2 separate regions of the Mus musculus genome follow, and region 2 is linked to region 1. Evidence: chromatin contacts called from public Hi-C data. All regions are on one chromosome and are shown on one strand. Each heading gives the region's core, a stretch centred on a gene start, on an enhancer-like site or on the middle of the called end of the contact. The rest is flanking DNA. Distances are from core to core; before and after follow the strand shown.

What was found. A called contact is a pair of places that touch in the nucleus more often than the background predicts.
Region 2: a contact with region 1 is called in a Hi-C map of cerebellum, with 2.2 times the contacts expected there. The contact joins two enhancer-like sites. A contact is called at or near these places in 5 of 484 Hi-C or Micro-C datasets (cerebellar granule neurons, cerebellum, nephron progenitors and 1 more) and 1 of 115 datasets of contacts at active chromatin or transcription factors (embryonic forebrain).

What each region holds. Positions count from the first base shown.
Region 1 is chr1:118,772,561-118,778,349 of GRCm38.p6, reverse strand. No RefSeq gene overlaps it. Among named protein-coding and RNA genes, the nearest start is that of Tfcp2l1, 150 kb to the right of the region's middle. Within about 2 kb of position 1,654, at least 50 of the 459 cell types and tissues checked have an H3K27ac peak or open chromatin away from gene starts, as enhancers often do. A contact at or near this core is called in cerebellum, where this site is marked.
Region 2 is chr1:118,861,614-118,867,335 of GRCm38.p6, reverse strand. Gli2 (GLI-Kruppel family member GLI2) reads left to right here. Exons shown (of 14, transcript NM_001081125.1): 5 at 579-764. Among named protein-coding and RNA genes, the nearest start is that of Mir6346, 90 kb to the left of the region's middle. Within about 2 kb of position 2,380, at least 9 of the 459 cell types and tissues checked have an H3K27ac peak or open chromatin away from gene starts, as enhancers often do. A contact at or near this core is called in cerebellum, where this site is marked.

The sequences.
Region 1 (5,789 bases), core at 405-2,904:
GCTTTGGGTGTGAGTTCTTGCCTATCATCTTGTTTGAGACAGGGTCTCTCTTTTGTTTACTGCTGTGTAGGCCAGGCTAGGAGGCTTTCAAGCATCTAAGGATTCTCCTGGCTCCACCTCCCATCTTGCCCTAGGAACAGACACTGTGTACTATTCTAAAGATCCAAGCTCAGGTCCCCACACAGCACGTGCCTTCCCCACTGAGCCATCTCCCCAGCTCTGGGACCTCCATTTCTGAGCCTTTGTGGAATGGGACTCCCCTTGAGAGGTCAGGCAAAGAGCAGGCTTTGGGTGGGACTGCCCTTAGGGACATGTCTACCCTCTGCCTGCACCTACCCTGCCAAGCTTCATACTCCCACCTGGGAAAAGAGAAGGGGGGGGGGCGCAGGGATTCAATACAAAATTCATACAAAAATCTATGCAAATCTCGCAGTGTGCCAGACGCCGCACCCTGAAGTTGGCAGTTTCTAAAATTGATCTTGTTATTGAGTTCTGATAATTCCCAGAGAAAGAAGGGATCTCTCAGTGTGTGCAACTGTTTGACATTATGACAGATGTCATCATCCACAAAGTTCTCAAGAACTGTGTCATTGAGTTTAAACGGGGAGGGGCTGGAGAGTTGGCTCAGCAGATTAGAGCATGCAGGGCTCTTCCAGAGGACGCATGGGCTGGGACCCACAGACCTCTGCAAATCATCCCCTGGCCTGTGCACACAACCCATAAGCATGCCACTTAAAACTCCTCTTAAACATCTCTTTGTTTGGCTGACATGGGGACCTGAGTTCGAGTCCCCAGAACCCATGTTTGAACAAACAGACAATAAATAACACTCTCACGCATCTACACCCCAGTACTCCAATACTCAGACTGTTGGTGGAAACAGGAGGAGCCCCAGAAGCTTGCAGGGTGGGAACTAGAAGAATGACCCAACCTCAAACCAGGGGGAGGACAAGGTGGTGCACCAGAGCACAGACACCCACGATCACACACATGAATACACACTCACTCACCCACATATACACACTCATGCACATGCTCACACACACACACACTCACACATATACACAGTCACACACTCATACACAATCACACACAGTCCTGCACACTCACACACACACACACGTTCACACATGTTCACACACACTCACATCTAACACAACAAAGTTTAAGTAACTACCATTCTGTGGTGGGCTTCATCCGCAGCTATCCAGGGAGCTCATGGAGTGTGATGGGACATTCCTCTGTCTTCCCAATTGCCCTTTTCTCTTGAACTTGGGGACTTTGAGGACAGAGTGGGAGGGACCCAAGGCCCGTGGCACTGAGGAAGGCCAGAGAACATCACCCAGGTGTTCAGATCTCCCCCGACCCTGCTCCAGCCCCAGCCAGCCAGCAGCCCCTCAGGGCGGGCAGCCAGCTCCTGCCATCTGCCGTGATTTATTGGAGGGAGTCAGTGATTAATCAGCCAGTCAGCCTGAGAGCAGCCATTTTCCCTTCTTTTCCTGCCCCCTGACCCTCAGCACAGTGCAGGCAGTGCCTGGGCAAGTGTATTAATCACACACTTTAAAAATATTTAAAGGAGGAGCCCAGGCCTGGAGCAGAGTTCCCTCTAATGGACTCTCTGCAGCTGAGGGTGAGTATGCTAATTAGGAGATAAAACAAACGGGGCTGTTTGAAATGCAAATGAGCTGATGGAAGCGCTTCTGGTGCCTTCCTTCCCTGCTGCCTAGGCGGAGGCTAAATCTTCCCTCTTCACACTAACAGGAAAAGATAGTGGCTGATTGTGAAGCTGAGAGGTGCTAGCTCTTGCTTTCCCTACTTTCCTTTAAAAATTACTTTTAATTGTGTGTGTGTGTGTGTGTGTGTGTGTGTGTGTGTGTGTGTGATGCCCAAGGGCATGTGGAAGCCAGAGGTCAACCTCTGAAGTTGTTCCTCATCCACAGGCACCTTGGATTTTTGATACTCTGTGTGTGTGTGATGAGTGCATGTGTGTATTTGGTATGTGCACATATGTATGTGTTATGAGTGCATGTGTGTATTTGGTATGAGCATGTGTGTATGTGTTATAAGTACATGTGTGTATTTGGTATGTGCACGTGTGTATGTGCTATGTGCACATGTATATTTGGTATGTGAATGTGTGTATTTGGTATGAGCACGTGTGTATGTGGTATGTGAATGTGTATATGTGAATCACAGTAGAATGTCAGGTGTTCTTGTCTGTTATTCTCCACTTCATCCACTTGCAACAAGGTCTCTCACTAACTCTGGAGCTCAGGATGCAGCCAGCAAGTGCCATAGATCCTCCTGTGTCCACCTTCTTGTAATGCTAGGCTTACAGGCAGGCACATGTACGAACATGGGCAGCTTTTACACGGGTGCTGGAGATTTGAACTCTGGTCCTCGTGTGTAGAAGTACTCTTAACCACTGAGCAATCTCCTCAGCCTTTTGCAACCCTTTTAATAAAAATCCTTTTTAAATGTTTTCAAGATTGTAATTCCACTATTTCTCTGCCTCCCTTTTCTCTCTTCAGCCCCTCCCATGTACCACGTTCCTATTCTCTCTCATAAAGGTTCTTTTTCTTTTAACAGATGGGATCTTTCACTGATAGAGATTCTCTGGTCATGCTAGACTAGCTGGCTTGTAAGGCCCAGGGTCTGCCTTTCTCTGCCTGTCCTTCTCTCTCCAGCACTGGGATTCAAGTGTGTACCACCACACTCAGCTATCTTACGTGGGTTCTGAGGACCAAATTCTCTTTCTCCTGCTTGCATGGCAAGCACTTTATCAATGGAGCTGCCTCTGAACCATCCCTCTTTTTTTTTTCTTTTCTTTTTTTTTTTTTTTTTTTAAATAAGGATCAAGGAGCCAAGAGAACGTCTCCCAATTGCTGGCATTCGGGGCTGCTTTTCCATCCTGCCCAGGTCCCTCTCGCCCTCTCTAGCCAAGCCTCTCTGCCCACTCCATTAGCTCCTGCCCTTTGCTTCTACCAATGTCCAGCACTGGGCTTCGGGGTGGCCTCCCTGCCTGCCTCCTATCTATTCAACCCCTGTTCCCTTAGCTGCTGCTGACGGAGCCTCTCAGACACTTCTAAACCTTTCTCAGTTCCAACCTCCCTCCCCTAACCCCACATGGTCTCTTTGAGCCCCTACTGTTGTTGCACAGGACACTGGTGACACTCAGGTCTCCATCGCTCCCTCAGGGAAATCTTCAGGCTCCTCCTTAGCACTCTTGTGGATCCTGGACCTGTCACCCACTTTGGGTGTAACAATGAGGCTGTGTCTGCAGCCTGCCATCCCTGTAGGTGCCTCCTCTGCCTGCCATGGCCCAAGGCTGCACCAGCATTTGCTAAATGTACATGGAGGATTACATTGACCACAAACTCCATGAACTCTATAACCTGCTTGGCATCTGCACCAGAGACCTCACAGCCCACATCACCAGCTTTAAAACCTGGCTGGATTTGGTTTTGCTTTAGCCGTTGTGACACTTGTTATCGTCTCAATGTTAAAATGCCAAAAATGACCCAGTCTGTTGCTTTCTTCCACCCCCAGCACTTCACAGCAGCTTCTGGCTTTGCAAGGTGTCTGTCTCAGCCAGTGCCGTGGCCTGCTGGAAAGGGTCCGAGTTCTTCCTGTCTCCCATCATGTGTCCGGAGACAAGTATCTGTAGTGACGGGGCTTCTGCAAAACTAACCTGCTTTGTCCACATCACCCAAGACGCCACCCCTCACTTCATGTGTGGTACTGGAGCTGTCCCTGGTCTCTGTCTGGAGAGTGCTGGTCAGTGTCTGCTCCTTCTATCCTAGAGGTCTCCTGCAGTTAGTTGTGTGGTCACCAGGAGGATTGAGGACACAGTAGCCCTGAGCTGAGCTGGGCTCATCTTCCAGGGAGCAAACCTAAAGCCAGCAGTCAGCCCCCTCCCCCCCCCACCCCCGTTAGAGCCCTGCAGTGGGTGGGCAGAAGTGTCTTATGGGTAGAGAGCCTTGTGCCCAGCCACAGTTTCCTCCCTTTAGGCTAAAATCCTCACCTGAGCTTTCCCAGGGGCAAACCCTAGAACAGGAGGAAGGTGGGAAGCCCTGGGTAGGAACCACTCTGGCTGCCCAGGCATTGCTGAAATCTTCTGGTCATCAACAAAGGGTAACTCTCGAAGAGAGTTAATGAGGATGGTGGGATTCGGTTGAAGGTGCCTGGCTTAGTGCTGTTAATTGTCATTTTTTAAATATCTATATTTCTTGGAGTAAACATTTTAAATAAATGGTGTCATTGTTTAAAAGAAAGGAAGGAAGGAAGGAAGGAAGGAAGGAAGGAAGGAAGGAAGGAAGAGAGAGAGACAGACAGACAGACAGACAGACAGACAGAGACAGAGAGAGACCTGGCTAGAGAAGGAGCTCTTGGCCCAGGGGTTCCATCCCTGCAGACACACATGCTCAACCTACAGGAAACAGGCCCCGGTTCAATCCCACTAACTAGGTAAGTCCCCTCACAACACCCACTAATGACATGTGACCTTCAGTGTGCTTGGTCTGTTGATTACAGGGGTGCAGATAGCCCTATTCTCACACGAGCAGCCCCACTTCACCCTGTGTGTGTGTGTATGCATGTATGTGTGTGCCTGTGCATATGTGTGTGTGTGTATGTCAACACATTTGGTGTGTGTGAACATGGGTACATGTGTATATATGTATTTAACATGTTTGATGTGTACATGTGTGTGTGCATGTGTATGTGTGTGTGCTTGTGTGTGTTAACATGTTTGTTGTGTATATGTGTGTGCCTGTGTGTGTGTTAATAGTTTGGTGTGTGTATATATGTGTCCATGCAATGCATGTGGAGGCTAGAGGCTGACATCAAGTGTCTTCCCCTATTACCACCTCTCTCCTTGGTCTTTGAGACAGAGTCTCTCACTGAGCTTGGAACTCATCAATTCAGCCAGTCTGAGCAACCGATGAGTTCCCAGAATCCACCTCTCTCTGTCTCCCCAGCCGGGGCTATAGAAACAGGCTGCCATGAGGGAGCTGGGGATCCCAATTCAGGTCCTCATGCTTGTGAGGACTTTAACACTTTATCCACTGAGCCACCTCCCCAGCCCATGTGTCTCCTCAACATTCCCAAATGCCAGCTGACCCAAGTCTGACTTCGTCTTCCAGCAGCACAGCCAGTAAGGTGCCCACTAAGGGTATTAAGGCATTAATAGCCAAAACTCTTCTTTAGGAAGGGGGGGGGGTGCTCTCTTTGCCTCAATCCTTACTGAGGTTGGCAGTGGGTAGCTGCTGGGAGAGAGAGAATTGTTCTTGATGGAGGATGTGGTCACTGGTAGGTTTCCCCCACACCACTGGATGGCCGCACACACAGGCAGCACCAAGCAGTGGGCTTAGTAAGGTGTGTGTGTGTGGTGTGATACAAAGTACATATATATAATACATATAATGATACATTCATATATCTAAAGTATGATATGTAAATATATGATACAAAGGTGGAAGGAGCATGTTGAAGAAATATAAAGGGGAAATGAGGAGTGAGTATAACCATATTTCATTTGTATACATGTATAAAATTCTCAAGAACAAAGAAAAATTGTAACTAAAAAGAATGTTAAAGTATCTAAGTATGTCTTCGGTTAACTCTGCCATTCTTAACTTCAGTCTGAAACACACACACACACACACACACACACACACACTTCTCTTCTCTGGCATTCTCACTAGCGCCCCAACTCCGGACAGTGGCTCTTGTTAAACTGCATAAAGATCACAAGCTGAGAAGAAGCTAAGGCTACCAGGGTTTACTGG
Region 2 (5,722 bases), core at 1,131-3,630, 88 kb before region 1:
AGTTGGTAGGTATAAAATCAGTCCTCCAGAACCCAGGATTTTTAAAAAGAAAGTAATCAATAAACAGGGCCCAGTGGCAAGCAGTCGGAATCCCAGCATTGAGGAGGCAGGGCCTGAGGTTCACTTGTCAGCCAGTCTGGTGGAATCAGTGAGGTCCCTGTTCAAGGAGAGGCCCTGTCTCAAAGACAGTGGGGAGCAACTGAAGAAGGCACCCAGGGTTGATCTCTGGTCTCCACGTGAGCATAGGAGGTGACGGATGGGCTAGGAGGTCAAGCGTTGAGACCCCAGACCAAAGATAAATTATTTTTCCTTCCTTAAACAGTAATTTTTTTACAAGATTCTATTTATATATTTTCATTTTATGTGGGTGTGCATGCATATTTACATAGGTTCCCCTAGAAGCCAGAAACAAGTATTGGACCCACTGGAGCTGGAGTTAGGGGTGGTAGGGAGCCACCCAGCATGGGAGCTGGGAAGTGAACACGGGCTCTCTACAGTAGTGGTATGTGCTCTTAGCTGCTGAGCCACCCCTTGGACAGTAGATTCTGATGGCTCCTTTCTCTTGCCTCCTGTGACAGTGGCCCACGAACATCTGAAAGAGAGGGGACTCTTTAGCCTCGCAGCCCCAGGCACCAACCCTTCAGACTATTACCACCAGATGACCCTCATGGCAAGCCACCCCACCCCTTATGGGGACCTTCTAATGCAGAGCGGGGGTGCTGCTAGCGCACCCCATCTCCATGACTACCTCAACCCTGTGGATGGTGAGTACCAGAGGGTGCAACATGGGGTGAGGGGCAGGGATGATGTGAATGAGGGTGACTGACTGCCGGTCATAGAAAACAGGTCTGCCCTCCCTTTGGAGGTGAGAGACACAAACAGAAGTCTGCACTTCGTCCCAGTACTGTCTATACTACCAGACATGGGGACTGAGCCCAAGTACTAGGATGGGTGGCCAAGAGACCTGTGGTCATCACAAAGGATGGGATGCACTCACTTAACTTTTGGGAAGGATCTATAGTGGGAGGTACAGACACCACCCACCACTGGGGGTTGGTAAGCTAAGAGGGAATGGGGTAAGCAAAATAGGGATGGAGACGCATACTAGGGTAGCGGGATGCAGTTTTGAGACATAGAGAGTCAAGGTATCCCTCACTAAGGTGTGGTGGATGCTATTCCTGCACAGAACTGAAGGGCCAACCCACCAACTGGCTTGGTGAAGAGCAGTCCCAGCAGAGGACCTGCAGGTGCAAAGGACCTGTGTTCCTACTGGGAGCCCAGTATGATCTGAGCTTGAGAGACCAGTGTGATCAGCAGTAATCAGGTGAAAGACAGGAGTCCTAACTGGGGTCAGTGTTCCAGGCCGGGCTGTGCCAACAAGTTGGGACTTGACTAAGGCTTTGCACGTTGCTGGAGTGAGATGAGGCTGTGGAACCATTTTGGGGAGGATGTGCAGAGAAGGAAAGAGCTCTGATGTTCCATTTGAAAGTATCTTGTTCATGCTGGTCTGAGAACCCAGTCGGAGCGGCGAGCAGCAGTAGACCCCATTGGTGAGCTGTAGATTAATCCAGTTAAGGGGGATGCCTGGGTAGAGATGTATGACACGTTCCCAGCACAGGTGTGGTGTGCACGAAAGGAGGAGGCCATTACTTAGTGTGCTCTTGGCTATGACCAAGTATCTAACCTCTCACTGGCCCCCGTAAACAAATCCTGATGAAAGCAGCTTAGGCAGGCTTGTTGGGTGTGGCTCACACTTTAAGGAGATCCTGTCCATCATCGTGGAGATGATGGCCGGAGTGTGTGACATCCATAGTCACGAAGCAGAGACAGGCCATGCTCTCCTTTGTATTCAGTCTGGGACCCCAGCACATAGAATAGCCCACGTTCAGGGTGGGTCTTTTCACCTCAGTCAGCACATTCTAGAAAATCCTCCACACATGTGTCTCCTAGATAATGATCTCTCCAAGTTAACAATTGTTATAAACCATCATAAAGAGTCAAGGGCAAAGCCAGGATCGAGGGTCCAAGTGATAGGGTGGGCTTCACTGATCAAGGCGGTGCATGTGCTAGACTGCTTTGCAGAATAGGAGGTTGGGAGTCTTGGATCGAGGAGGTCCTAAGTGCCCATCAGATGCCAAGCCCTATCTTCTCACTAGAATCCATGCTGCTTTCACGGGGTGTCTTAGCCCCCTGACTATGAGATCCTGGGTCAGCATACAACCCCTGTCATGAGAAGGAAACTGAAGCTCGGTGCTGTTGCCCGCCCCCCTCCAACTAGATTCCACTCTACCTGGCAACCCTAGAGCTGTCCAAGGATGCCTGGTATGTGGGCTGAGTAGAGGCGTGGGGAACCACCACCAAACTCTAGGCTGGTGCCGCCTCCTGGCTGCTGTCTTCTAGTCCTGCCGGGAGCAGCATCTTCATGCCACAGTGGTGGGAGGAGACAGACCTGCAGAGAGGCCATCTGGTCCTGCAGGGTAGCAGGTTGGAAACGGGCTGTGGCAGCTGTTAAGAGGCCGCCGAGGGTGCAAGATTCAGGGTGGGCCCATATCATCCAGGCTTCGTCTCACATCATAGGCCCCATTCCTGGGTTTCCTGCCACAACCGCCACTGCAGCTCCCCTCAGGGGCCTTGCTCCAGTTGAGCTATCTCTCCACAGAGGCAGAACCAAGAGTGCTCCTTCTCCAGGAACTCTGTCTAGATGCTTCCTGCCTCCTCTGGTTGCTCCTGCCTCTCTGAGTTTTAAAGAACCACCCCACCACAAACGCAAGGTCAAGTTGCTCTGCTCATCCCTGCCATTCCCTGATAGGAGGCTTCTGAGTGACAAAGCAGTGTCCCCAACACTCAGCTGAGTGTCTCTCCCTCCCTAGGAGGATGCTGGGTCCAGGATTCGGCACAGCATGGTATTAAGTCCCATCCTTGCCTCTGACACAGTGAGATGAGGGACTAGGGAGGGTGCATCCTGGACACGGTGTTTCCCAGCGTCGTAAACCCAGTCACAACTACACAGCAGGAGAGGAATAACGAGATCCAGAGCAGAGTCACGCCCACATGCCAGCTTCTGCCATTCTGGGAAGCCCTCCTCCAAGGCTCAGAACCAGATGGTGGACATCACTGGCAAGTAGACAGACTTGTTGATGCCATGGCTAGGGGACCAAGTTGAGCAGGTGGCCCACACATCAGGAGAAGCAGAACTGGGCAGACAGGAGTTATCCTGTGACAGCCATCCTGAGTGCCTGACTGGGTATGCATCTCCATGCAGTGCCATGCATGTGACAGAGAGAGGAATGACAGTGAGCATTTCTCCTATGGCTGGAGTTAGGACGAGCAAACAAGTCCCCAGGCCTCTAGGCGGGGTTCCAAACCTTACTCTAGCAAGGCCATACCATCCATTGCCAGTACCTGAGCTCTACCCTCCAGAAGGCGGCTAGGCTGCTGGGTCTGGATCCGGCAGAGAGCAGCAGGGCAGGATGCAAAGGGGGCCAGTATGAAAACTAGTGAGGGGACACCAGAGAGGACAGTGAGTGGGACACAGGGAATGTGAAGCTGACTGAAGGAGAATGTAGTAAAGGTAGAATGAAGGTAAATGTTGTCTACTTAATGTATAGACTGGGTGCTCAATTAGTGCTGGTGTGACCTCTCACTGCCAGTATCCGTCTCAGATCCGCCCTGATCACTGGGGATCCATATCTTAGTTGTATCACCTCATGCTTCCTCCCAGGCCATGGACCACTCTGGGCATCATGTCCTCTTCGTGTTCCCATCCATTGTCCCTGGGCATGCTGTGTGTGGCTTGTCCCCTCTCTCCCTCGCACTGTTGTTACCAGTATGGCAGCAATAACAAACCAGGCTCAGCAGCCCATCCTCAGTGGGCCAGTTAAATGGAGCAGAAGTAGTGAAAAGTGTGTGTGTGTGTGGGGGGGGGGGGGGGTGCCTATTCATTGTGGCCACACAGGAAAGAGGAACAGAGAGCTTTATGTTTACGTTTACATGGAGAGCAAGAGGCACACATGGCTAAGCAGGCCTGATCAAGGTGTGGTCTAGCCATCAAATGCTCCCTGCAAAGTGGTCTGGCAAGTTATCACAACTGTGGGAAATCTCTTTGGAAGACAAGCTCCCCCTCCCCCTCCAGCAGCACCAGGTTTCATCCCTGTCCTTCTCCCAGCATGAGTCTACTGGGGGAAGTTCCATTTCATTTATTTATTTATTTATTTATTTATTTATTTATTTATTTATTTATTTATTTATTTATTTATAGTCCGTCGTCAGTTAACCAATGGGATGGACACAGGTGTTTCTGTAGAATGTCTTCTTCTCGGCAGCCTCATTGCTGGCTCCCAGAGCAGATCCCCTGATGCTTCCTGCTCTGCCTGTCTGCTGCTCTGCCATGCCTGAGGGCTTGAGGGCTGTGCAGCACCAAAGGCATCATGGACATCAAGGCCTGGGCACCTGAGGCACCATGGGAATTCCAGGCACCCAATTCTAGCCGACCGGGATTTCTTTCACCTAAGACAGTCAGTTCTGCTGCTACAGCAGGTGGCTCACAGCCTGTAAGACCTGATGTGTCAGGAGTGGCCAACACAGAAGACCAGGGAGAGAAAGGTGCAGCACAAAACAGAAACCACTGGAATGGACAAGGGAGCTGCTGGCAGCTACGAGTGGCCTAGAAGGGACTGGGGACAGCTCCGTTCCCCAGAACATTCAACATTGACTGCACCTGTCTAAGAAACAGGAAGGCCCCGGGCAAGAGGAGTCCATGGGTCGGTGGATAACTTAACACAGCCACCTCCTCTCTCCACTTCTATATTCAGATCAGCAGATTCCCACACACCTGAGCAGCACTGGGATGGCAGGCAGTGACGGGGGACGGCTGGGGGCTGGTTTTATAAACCCAAGAAACCCATACCAATCCATAGCAGTCTTCTATTTCTCCTGTTGGTGCTTCTCAGCAGAACTTTTCCAGGCAGACTCGCTGTTCGGTTTCTCTCTCAGGTTGGAACCTAGAGTCTCTCACACGCTATGTGTGATTACTTAACCACTGAGCTAGGCCCAGACTTTTCTTTCTTTTTTCTTAAATTCTACATTTTATTTATTTATTGTGCTTGTGTAAGCTGCATGCCACAGTGCTCGTATGGGAATTGGTTTTCTCCTTACACCATGTGGGACTGGGGAATGGAACTCAGGTCATCACACTTGGCAGCACCACCATCACCACCATCACCACCATCACCACCATCACCACCATCACCACCATCACCACCATCAGCCATCTCAGATCTAGCCCAGCTCTTTTCAAACCAGTGGAAGGCAGAGCTTCAGACTTGGCTTCAGATTTTTTTTTGTATTAAATTTTCCATTTATTGTTCATCATATCATTGTCTTTCTTGTATTTTTGTCTAGTAGCTGTGCCAGTTTTCCTAATAGAACTATTATTGGACATGTGGTTTCTTACTGTTTTTCAAAGGCTTACTATTTTTTGGCCTCAGATTTTTAAAAGTATTTGGGGGCATTTCCACCCAATTTAGGTACCTGTGCAGATACCCCATCTGCTGTGTTTCTGCAAAAGATGCTAAATGCTAAATAAGGCTGGGCCCTGCCCAATCTGCCTCCAGGGCATTGCCCCTTCCTCCTTCTGCACTTACGTTGAGCACGTGAGCCAGGGAAGCCCCTGCCAACTGCTGCATTTTCTGCAGCCCACTCCCATAGGATGATTCAGTCCCCT